Regions from separate parts of the Oryctolagus cuniculus genome. Here all the other regions are linked to region 3. A link is a contact called in public Hi-C and Micro-C data. All regions are on one chromosome and are shown on one strand. Each heading gives the region's core, a stretch centred on a gene start, on an enhancer-like site or on the middle of the called end of the contact. The rest is flanking DNA. Distances are from core to core; before and after follow the strand shown. Region 1 holds the start of IRF2BPL (interferon regulatory factor 2 binding protein like). Region 2 has its middle 18 kb from the start of CIPC. Region 3 has its middle 60 kb from the start of LRRC74A.

Region 1 (2,700 bases), core at 186-2,685, 79 kb before region 3:
AAGGGTCCAATAACATAGATAATGGAACCTTAATAATGTAGATAATACACTCTCAATGGAGGGCATATTAACGGCAAAGCAAGTAAACTCCCGAGTGCAGTGTCTGAACCGCAAGCTTACGATGAGAAACACATTGGAAGCTCAAAGAATCCCCCAGGTTGACAGCTGTCACTCCATTCTACAGATGGAAAACTGGAGTTCTGTAAGTAACTAGTTCAAAGTGCCAAAGGCAGTGAGTGACAGGAAATTCTAACCAGGTGGGCTACACTCTGGACCCTGAACTCTCATCACAGTGCCTCACCTCCTCCAAGCTTGGGGGCAGGGAGGGCCATTGCAATTCTCACGAAATAAAAACAGCAGACCTAATAACTAGAAAAAAAAATCCATTGAAATGCCTTAACTAGAGCTATGACATATCTCTTCTGCAATAAGCAATAATGATGAGCAATGATCTTGTAAAAGAAAAAAAAAATCATGGCCTTACTCAGCCTTCTGGGGCACTACAGAATAAAATCGCAGCACGTGAGAGCCCTTGAAGGCTGCAGCCCTACTCTTCAAAAAAGCTCTCAGCGTTACCAAATGCTGCCCCCACCTGCTTTCACAAACCCGGAAAAGGCACTCACCTGTTTGGTCTCCGGCCCCTCCCCTCCCCGCCCTCCCGCGCAGCTGTGCGCAGCCCGCGGACCGGACTGTTTTCCTTAAAGGCCTCCGGGCGCTCGTAGTTTCTCCAGACATTCAGCCAGAATTTTCATAGTTCGGCTCGGGGGAGGGGTGGCTCGCCCTGAATTCATTTAGCGCCACCACTGAAGCTCGGGTTCCTAGAGCAGGGCACAAGAACACATCGCAAAGGCGATTTCTGGAAGACTGGAAAACAGCTAATTTAACAAGTGCCTCGGCATCAGTGGTGCCGAGGCGGCTCCCCGTGCGCAGGGAGGGAGGGAGGGGCGAGGCGACTGCAGGTGGAATGGGTGGGGTGGGGGTTCGATCGCAGATGAAATGAGTAACACCTTATGTGAAATTCTCAGCGAAAATCCTGAAACAGGACATTTAAATGAGGGCCTGGGGTGGGGAGGGGAACGCGGATCGCCAACCACGCCTGCGGTTCCTGCAGGCGTTTCTACTTGGGAAAGCCGAGCAGGGAGAGGAAAGGTCATCGTCTGTTTCATTTCCACCCCCAGCCCCGGACTCGCAGCCTCAGCTCGCCCAGCCCCAGAGGTCGTACACACACACGGCGAGGGGGAGGGGAGGGCGGCGGCGCGGAGGAGGGGCCGGCGGGGAGGAATCTGGGCGTCCTGCCGCGCATGCGCCCTTCCAGAGCAACAAGTGGGCTCCACAGACAGAGGAAGTGTAAAGGGGGGGGGGGGACTGGTGCAGAGCATGGCGGTGACGTCAGCGCTCCGCCCGGGCGGCATCCCGCGCGGCCAAGCCGGGGACAGCGCGAGCCGCAGCCCGAGCAGGAGCGCCGAGACGCGCCTCCGGAACGTAGAGTAACAATCACAACCCCACATTCCGGGCGAGCGCGAGCGGGAAGGGATGCGACCCGGGCCGAGGCGCCGCGCGAGCGCCCTGCAGCCGACGTGAGCGCCGCCAGCCGCGGCGGCCCGGGGGCGGTGGGAGCCTGCCTGCCTGCCTGCGTGCGTGCGCCCCTCTCCTCGGCTCGTGTGCGTCCTGGAAACGGTGGCCGTGGCGGCTCCCTCCGGCGCACAGAGCCAGCCGCCGCCCGCGGAACGGCAGACGCTGCGGAGGGGAGAAGCGCCTCGCCCGGCTGCCACCCCCTGCCCCGGCCCTCCGGGGAAGCAGCGGCTTCAGCAAGACTGGATCTGGGCACCGGGTGGCACAGCCCTCGAGCCCTCGCCCCGGGGAGCCCGGCGGGGAGAGAGGACGCGGCTCGCAGGGGGGCCCCCCGGGGGAAAGGAAGAGGCAGCCCCTTCGCAGCTTCCACGCAGCGGCCGCGCCGGGGAGGGGGCCAAGAGGCAGCGACGGCCAGCACGGGGCACCCTCGCCCCCTCCCCCCGGGCCCGGAGCTTCCACCCTCGGTCCGCGGCACCAGGAAGAAGGCGCCCTCGCCCCTCTCCCGACACGACCGCCGCAGTAGGAGGTGGGGGCGAGCAGCAGGCTGAGCGTGTCCGCCGCCCCGGCGGTGGAGCCCCCACGGAGAGGCGCAGCGCCCGCGGCGGAGACTCGCGCTGCCTCCAGCCCCCGGGGCAGAACTTTCTCGCCCCCCCTCCCCCCTCCCCCGCAGCCGGACTCCCTCCCCGGCCAGCCCGTCCTCCCGGAGAAGGCGCCGCGGAACCAGCCCGGGCGGGGGCCTACCTTCCCCAGGGTCGGCATCATGTCGGCGGCGCAGGTGTCCTCGTCCCGGAGACAATCCTGCTACCTGTGCGACCTGCCTCGCATGCCCTGGGCCATGATCTGGGACTTCTCGGAACCCGTATGCCGCGGATGCGTCAACTACGAGGGCGCCGACCGCATCGAGTTCGTGATCGAGACGGCGCGCCAGCTGAAGCGGGCGCACGGCTGCTTCCAGGACGGCCGCTCCCCGGGGCCGCCGCCGCCCGTCGGGGTCAAGACGGTGGCCCTGTCGGCCAAGGAGGCGGCGGCGGCGGCGGCGGCAGCTGCGGCGGCGGCCGCGCAGCAGCAACAGCAGCAGCAGCAACAGCAGCAACAGCAGCAGCTCAACCACGTCGACGCCTCCAGCAA
Region 2 (2,700 bases), core at 131-2,630, 110 kb before region 3:
CCGGCTGCTCCGCTTCTGATCCAGCTTCCTGCTAAAGTGCCCGGGAAAACAGCAGAAGACGGTCCAAGTGCTTGGGCCCTGCCATCCACGTGGGAGGTCTGGGTGGAATTTCCGGCTCTGGCGTCAGCCTGGTCAGCCCTGTCTATTGCAGACATTTGGGAAGTAAACAGGTGGGTGGAAGATTCTCTCTCTCTCTCTCTCTCTCTCTCTCTCTCTCTATCTCTGTTGCTCTTTCAACTAAATAAATAACAAGAGAGGGGGGAGGGAGTGAGGGAGGGAGGGGAGGACTGCCTCTCTTCTCTGTCCGTTGCCCCCTTCCCTCCCTCGCCGCCAGGGCCTTCTCCGGGGCCCCAGTCTGTGTCTTGCTTCCTGGAAGAGGCGCCCCCTCCAAGGTCTCTGAGTGTTTGCTCTGCGAGGAGCCGCCCTGGACAGGCGAGCTGGACTTTACCAGGCCCCACACCCAGGGCCCTGCCACTTCTAAGGGGCTGATCTCACGCCCATGGCCTTCCTTTCTGATCAGAGTCTGTGTCCTGCAGCCGAGTTGTCCAGGAGACATGGCACCGGGGCACTGGGAGCTGGCGGGGGATGAGGTTCACACGGGAAGGAGCCCAGGGAGGCTGAGGGCCTGGAGGGGTGTAGCTATGTCAAATAAAGCTCCCCAGGGCGGACAAGGTGGTGCAGCCAGTTAAGTGGCCACCAGGGACATCTAAATCCCTTACAGGAGCACATATACCCACACCTTCACTCCATCCAGCTTCCTGCCTATGTGTCTGGGAAAGGAACACAAGTGCCTGCAACACAGGTGGGGTTCGGGGTGGGGAAAGCCAGGAGCCAGGAACTCCATCTGGGTCTCTATGTGGGCGGCAGGGGCCCTAATTCTGGAGCCCTCACCTGCAGCGTCCCAGGGTAGCATTAGCAGGAAGCCGAGCGGGCACGCCAGTCCGGCCCTCTGCTCTGGGGTGTGGGTGTTTGACCCTGCGGTGGCAGCGCTGCCCCCAGTAGCTGAGGGCAAGGTCAGTGTAGATGTCTCCAGCCACTGTGCTTCTTCTTTGTTCCTCCTCGCCACACGCCCGCTAACGCCCCCTTGAAGAAAGGAAGGAAGTCTTTTTGTTGTTGTTGGAAGATTGATTTATTTATTTGAAAGACTGACAGAGAGAAAGGGAGAGGAAGAGGGAGAGAGAGAGAGAGAGAGAGCAACAGATCTCCCAGCCACTGGTGCACTCCTCAAATACCTGCAATAGCAGGAGCTGGGCCAGGCTGGGGCCAGGAGCCCGGAACTCCATCCCAGCCTCCGACGTGAGTGGCAGGGATCCGCGTGCGTGGGCCAGCCTCTGCTGCCTTCCCGGGAGCATTAGCAGACAACTGGATCAGCAGCAGAGCAGCCAGGACTTGAACTGGCACTCTGATATGGGATGCCAGTGACTCAAGTAACGGCTTAACCCACGGCACAACCCACAGCACCACCATGCTGGCCCGAGGAAGTTATCCGTCACCAAAATAAATAAATGAATAGCACTCGACATTTCGTCTGGAACTTTGATTATTTCTCTCTTCCCCACGTGGTTGCCCGGAGGAGACCGCGTGTATCCTGCTCACCGCTGTGTCCCAGTGCACTGAGCCCGAGCAAACCGTCAGTCCATATTGGCAGACAGAGGGACAGAAGGCGGGCCCTGCAAACCTGGGCGCCTTCACAGAGAGCTGCCGCGTGGGAAGGGGCCTCAGGCAGTGTCTGGCACACAGTAGGTATCCTATAAATGCCTTCTGACTCTGAGCGTGGTTGTCAGCACCTTTGATTTACTGCTGGGCTAGCACACACCTCCAACAAACAGAAGCAGCCACACCCAGCCTGTCTGGACCCAGCCGGGGAGCAGGGCGGGGAGGGGAGCAGCGTTTCCTCCTCCCATTACCCTCTCCAGCAGGACCACACCTGCTTCCTGCTGCCAGGGTCTTTTATGCATTTGTCTAAAGAGGACCTTCAAGCGCCCCCTGTCGGGGCAAAGCATCTCCCTCCTGAGCCAGGATCTCTGGGGTAACTGGCTCCTCAAGCCCTTTGCAAATGCAAACGAGGAGAAGGAGGCGTTTCCTCCTGGGTTTCTTTCCTGGCCTGGAGGCCTAGGGCACTTCCCCAGCCACGCATTTCCTGTCTGATTGGTGCTGCCTGGAAATCAAAACACCATCTAGAGCAGGTGGCCAGGCTGCAGCTCCCCCCACCGCCGCAGCCCGTCCTCTCACCCCGGCCAGCTTGCACACATGGCGGCCTGCTCCTCCCTGAGGGTTCCCGGGACAGAGGACCCCCTGGCTGGGCTTCCTGGTCATGGCAGACCACGCAGTGCTGAACTGCTTTGTGTGCCCGCAAGGCCAGGGTGGCCCAGCCCCTGTCCAGTCCACCTCTGGCCACTCTGCAGCCCCCTGGCCTCAGCCTGCAGTCCGAGAGTTAGACACGGGTAACCGGGGAAGGGTCACAAGACTGTCCTCCAGGGGAGCAACCAAGGACCCCACTCTCCGCCCGAGGCCACCCAAGTCCGCCCACTTTGCAGTTGAACTTGTGGTTCAAGTATCCTGATAAAAGGCGAGCCAAATGCCAGCCCAGCCAAATCTCATTTACAGCTACATGCGCAGAGAGCCCAGAGGCGTGCAATTCCCAAATCACAAATGCCGGTCATGAGCATCCCAGCCATATCACCAGGCCTGGTGCTCTGT
Region 3 (2,700 bases), core at 130-2,629:
GGCTCAAGCTGGAGCCAGCCCTCCCCGGGGCTCATTCAAGCTAGCTGGCTCCGTGCCCCGGGGCCAACTCCCTCTGTCTGTGTACACCTGCATCGCTGCTTCTGTACAAGGAGATGGGTCCCATCCCCGAGGTGAAGTCGGGGCGCAGGGCGATGCCACTTTTGCCCTGTAGGACATCAGCGGAGGTCAGCAGCCCCTCGCGGGGCCCTCGCTGCTGCTGCCAGGAGGGAGGTGTTCTCCTTCCCTGGTCTGCCCACGCCTGGGCAGCTCCTGGATCCTGACCCAGCCGCCGCCAGCTCTTCCCTGCCATTTGGCTGCGGCTCCTGAACCCTGCTTTGGTTCTGCAGCGAGAAGGGGAAATAAAAGGGCGGGTGTTGGGCAGGAAAGGGGGGGGTAAGGGGGGGAGGAGAGGAGGAAGGAAAGCCCTGCGGCCGGCCGCCTGCGCTGGCCAGTTCCAGGAATGTGTTCTCGAACACCCGTGCCAAAGCAGTGACCCAGGCGAGGCGGCCAGGCCGGGCTGGGCCTGGAGGCCTTCCCGGGAGGAGGGCGAGGCCGCTGCAGGCCCCACGGCTCGCCTGCCCCGCCGCCACCTCTGCTGACTCACTCCTGCTCCAGCTGGCAGGGACTGTTCTGGGACGGCTGTTGCTAAGATTCCTCGGAGATGACTGATCGCTTCTCCTCTAGCTTTGTGAAAACATGTTTGCAGACTGCACGTAAACACACACATGCGCTCCCGGGGCCTTGCACCCTGCGCACGCGTGTTGGGTGCGTGGACGACACGGAACGGCCAGACAGGCTCGCGTTCCCGTCTTCCCGGTGAGACCCACGAGCGGAGACCTGCACGCATGTGGGGGGGCCAGCAGCCCTCCCTGCAACACGCCTGGCCTTCCTGCTTCCGTTGGGGGGGTTTGCAGGCTGGCCCCTGGCATTCCTGGCTTTTGTCTCAGTTTCTCGGTTTCCTGCATTCTGCTGTAGTGATCTAATCTTCCCTTCTCCCAAGGCCTGCCAGGTTTTTGATGTCTGGTGCTCCGGGCAGCTGGCTGGGAATTGGACTGCTCGCTACAGAGCCCAGTGCCTGGCCTGGAGCTGACTGGCCCAGGGCCTCTGGGGACCCTCCTTGGTCTCTGTTTCCCCAGAAGAGAGGGGATGGCTAAGAGGAACCCACCGATGGAAGAGCTGGGCCCGGCTGCAGGTGCCAGGTGGGACATGTCTGTTCTCCTTGGTGCCCGGCACGGAGCCTTGGCTCCCGGCGAGTCTGAGTACTCCGTGCCTAGCATGCAGCTCCGTGCTGGCCGCCGCAGGGCCTGGTGGCCAGCCCTGCGTGTGACCTTGGTCACACTGGGCTTCTGCTGCCTTGGTTTCCCTGCCTGCTGGGCTGAAACTGGACTCCTCGCGGAGTCTTCCAGGGTTTTAATGTGACGGGGCTTGGCAAGAGCTGGAGCACCAGGCAGGGTTGTTTGTCACGGGTTCTGGAAAGGGTGGAGGGACAGACAGGCCCCGTGCCAGCCCGGAGCCCACGCCCCACCTCTCTCGCCAGCTCAGCTAGGCTCAGGTTCAAGTGTGATTCTTTAAATGGGCCCTCCCCAGGGGCCAGATCCCAGGCGCACTCTCGGCCGTAATTCTGCAGCTGTTGCTAGGGCCTGGCAACACCTGGCCTCAGGGGACGGGCAGCGGCCGGCCCGGACTCAGAGACTCGGCAAAGCTCACCCCAGCCTCACGGGAAAAACCTGCCTGCGCTCAGGGTCCTCACCGACCGTGAGGACAAGGTTGGCCCCGTGCTGCCTGCTGGTTTTCACCTGAAATGCTGTAAACAGCAGGGCCCAGCGTCAGGGGTGTGGGAGGTAGGGAGTGCAGTAGATGACAAAAATAAAAATAAATGGCACACAGAGAGAGCTCTCCGAGCAGTTGTCAGCAGCCTAATCGTGTGAACTCCCCATGGCGGGCACTCTCCCTGATGCACATTTTTTTATTTAATACTTGAAAGGCAGAGAGACAGAGACAGAGAGAGGCAGAAACCAGTTCACTCCCCAAATCCTCAGAACAGCTGCGGCTGCACCAGGCTGAAGCCAGGAGCCCGGGACCCCATTGGGTCTCCCACGTGGATGGCAGGGACCCAAGTACTTGAACCCTCACTGCCGCCTCCCAGGGTGCACGTCAGCAGGAAGTGGGAATTAGAAGCAGAGCCAGTTCTCGAACCCAGGCGCTCTGACGTGGGTTGCAGGGTCCCAGCAGCGTCCTGACCACCGTGTTAAGCACTCACCCTGGATTGCCACAAGAGGCAGGCAGTGTCCAGGCAGGAGAAAACACAGCGTGGCGTCCATGCCCCTTGCTGCAGCCACCTGACAAAGCTGGGCAGCCCCCATTGCCTGCGGTTCTTGTTTTCACCAGGAGGTGGCGAGAGCTGCTCTGTGAGTTGACTGGGGAATGACAAAGTGAGTCCGTAAAACCGGAGCAAGCAGCCCGGGAGCTGGGAAGGCCGGAGGGGCAAGCTCTGGGTCCCATCGGTGCTCCCTGCATGAACGTGGCCTTGACAGGGATGCACACGGCGCGTGGCCTCCATCCATTTCACTCCGGCTACAGCCCTGGCAGGGAGGTGGTATTGTTGCCCCCATTTTCCAGATTGGAACGCTGAGGGCCACAGATCTTAGGAAGCAAATTGTAAGTAATAGGGCCAGATTCCAACCAGGGATGCTGCTCTGT

What was found. A called contact is a pair of places that touch in the nucleus more often than the background predicts.
Region 1: a contact with region 3 is called in a Micro-C map of ear pinna, with 2.5 times the contacts expected there. The contact joins the promoter of IRF2BPL here to the enhancer-like site in region 3. A contact is called at or near these places in 4 of 6 Hi-C or Micro-C datasets (ear pinna, liver, skin fibroblasts and 1 more).
Region 2: a Hi-C map of skin fibroblasts shows a contact between it and region 3, with 6 times the contacts expected there. The contact joins two enhancer-like sites. A contact is called at or near these places in 3 of 6 Hi-C or Micro-C datasets (ear pinna, skin fibroblasts and an unstated tissue).

Annotation. Positions count from the first base shown.
Region 1 is chr20:22,817,692-22,820,391 of mOryCun1.1, reverse strand. IRF2BPL (interferon regulatory factor 2 binding protein like) reads left to right here and starts at 1,435. Exons shown (of 1, transcript XM_008272001.3): 1 at 1,435-2,700. The coding sequence starts at 2,333.
Region 2 is chr20:22,847,776-22,850,475 of mOryCun1.1, reverse strand. No RefSeq gene overlaps it. Among named protein-coding and RNA genes, the nearest start is that of CIPC, 18 kb to the left of the region's middle. Within about 2 kb of position 1,380, at least 1 of the 8 cell types and tissues checked has an H3K27ac peak or open chromatin away from gene starts, as enhancers often do. A contact at or near this core is called in ear pinna, where this site is marked.
Region 3 is chr20:22,738,445-22,741,144 of mOryCun1.1, reverse strand. No RefSeq gene overlaps it. Among named protein-coding and RNA genes, the nearest start is that of LRRC74A, 60 kb to the right of the region's middle. Within about 2 kb of position 1,379, at least 7 of the 8 cell types and tissues checked have an H3K27ac peak or open chromatin away from gene starts, as enhancers often do. A contact at or near this core is called in ear pinna, where this site is marked.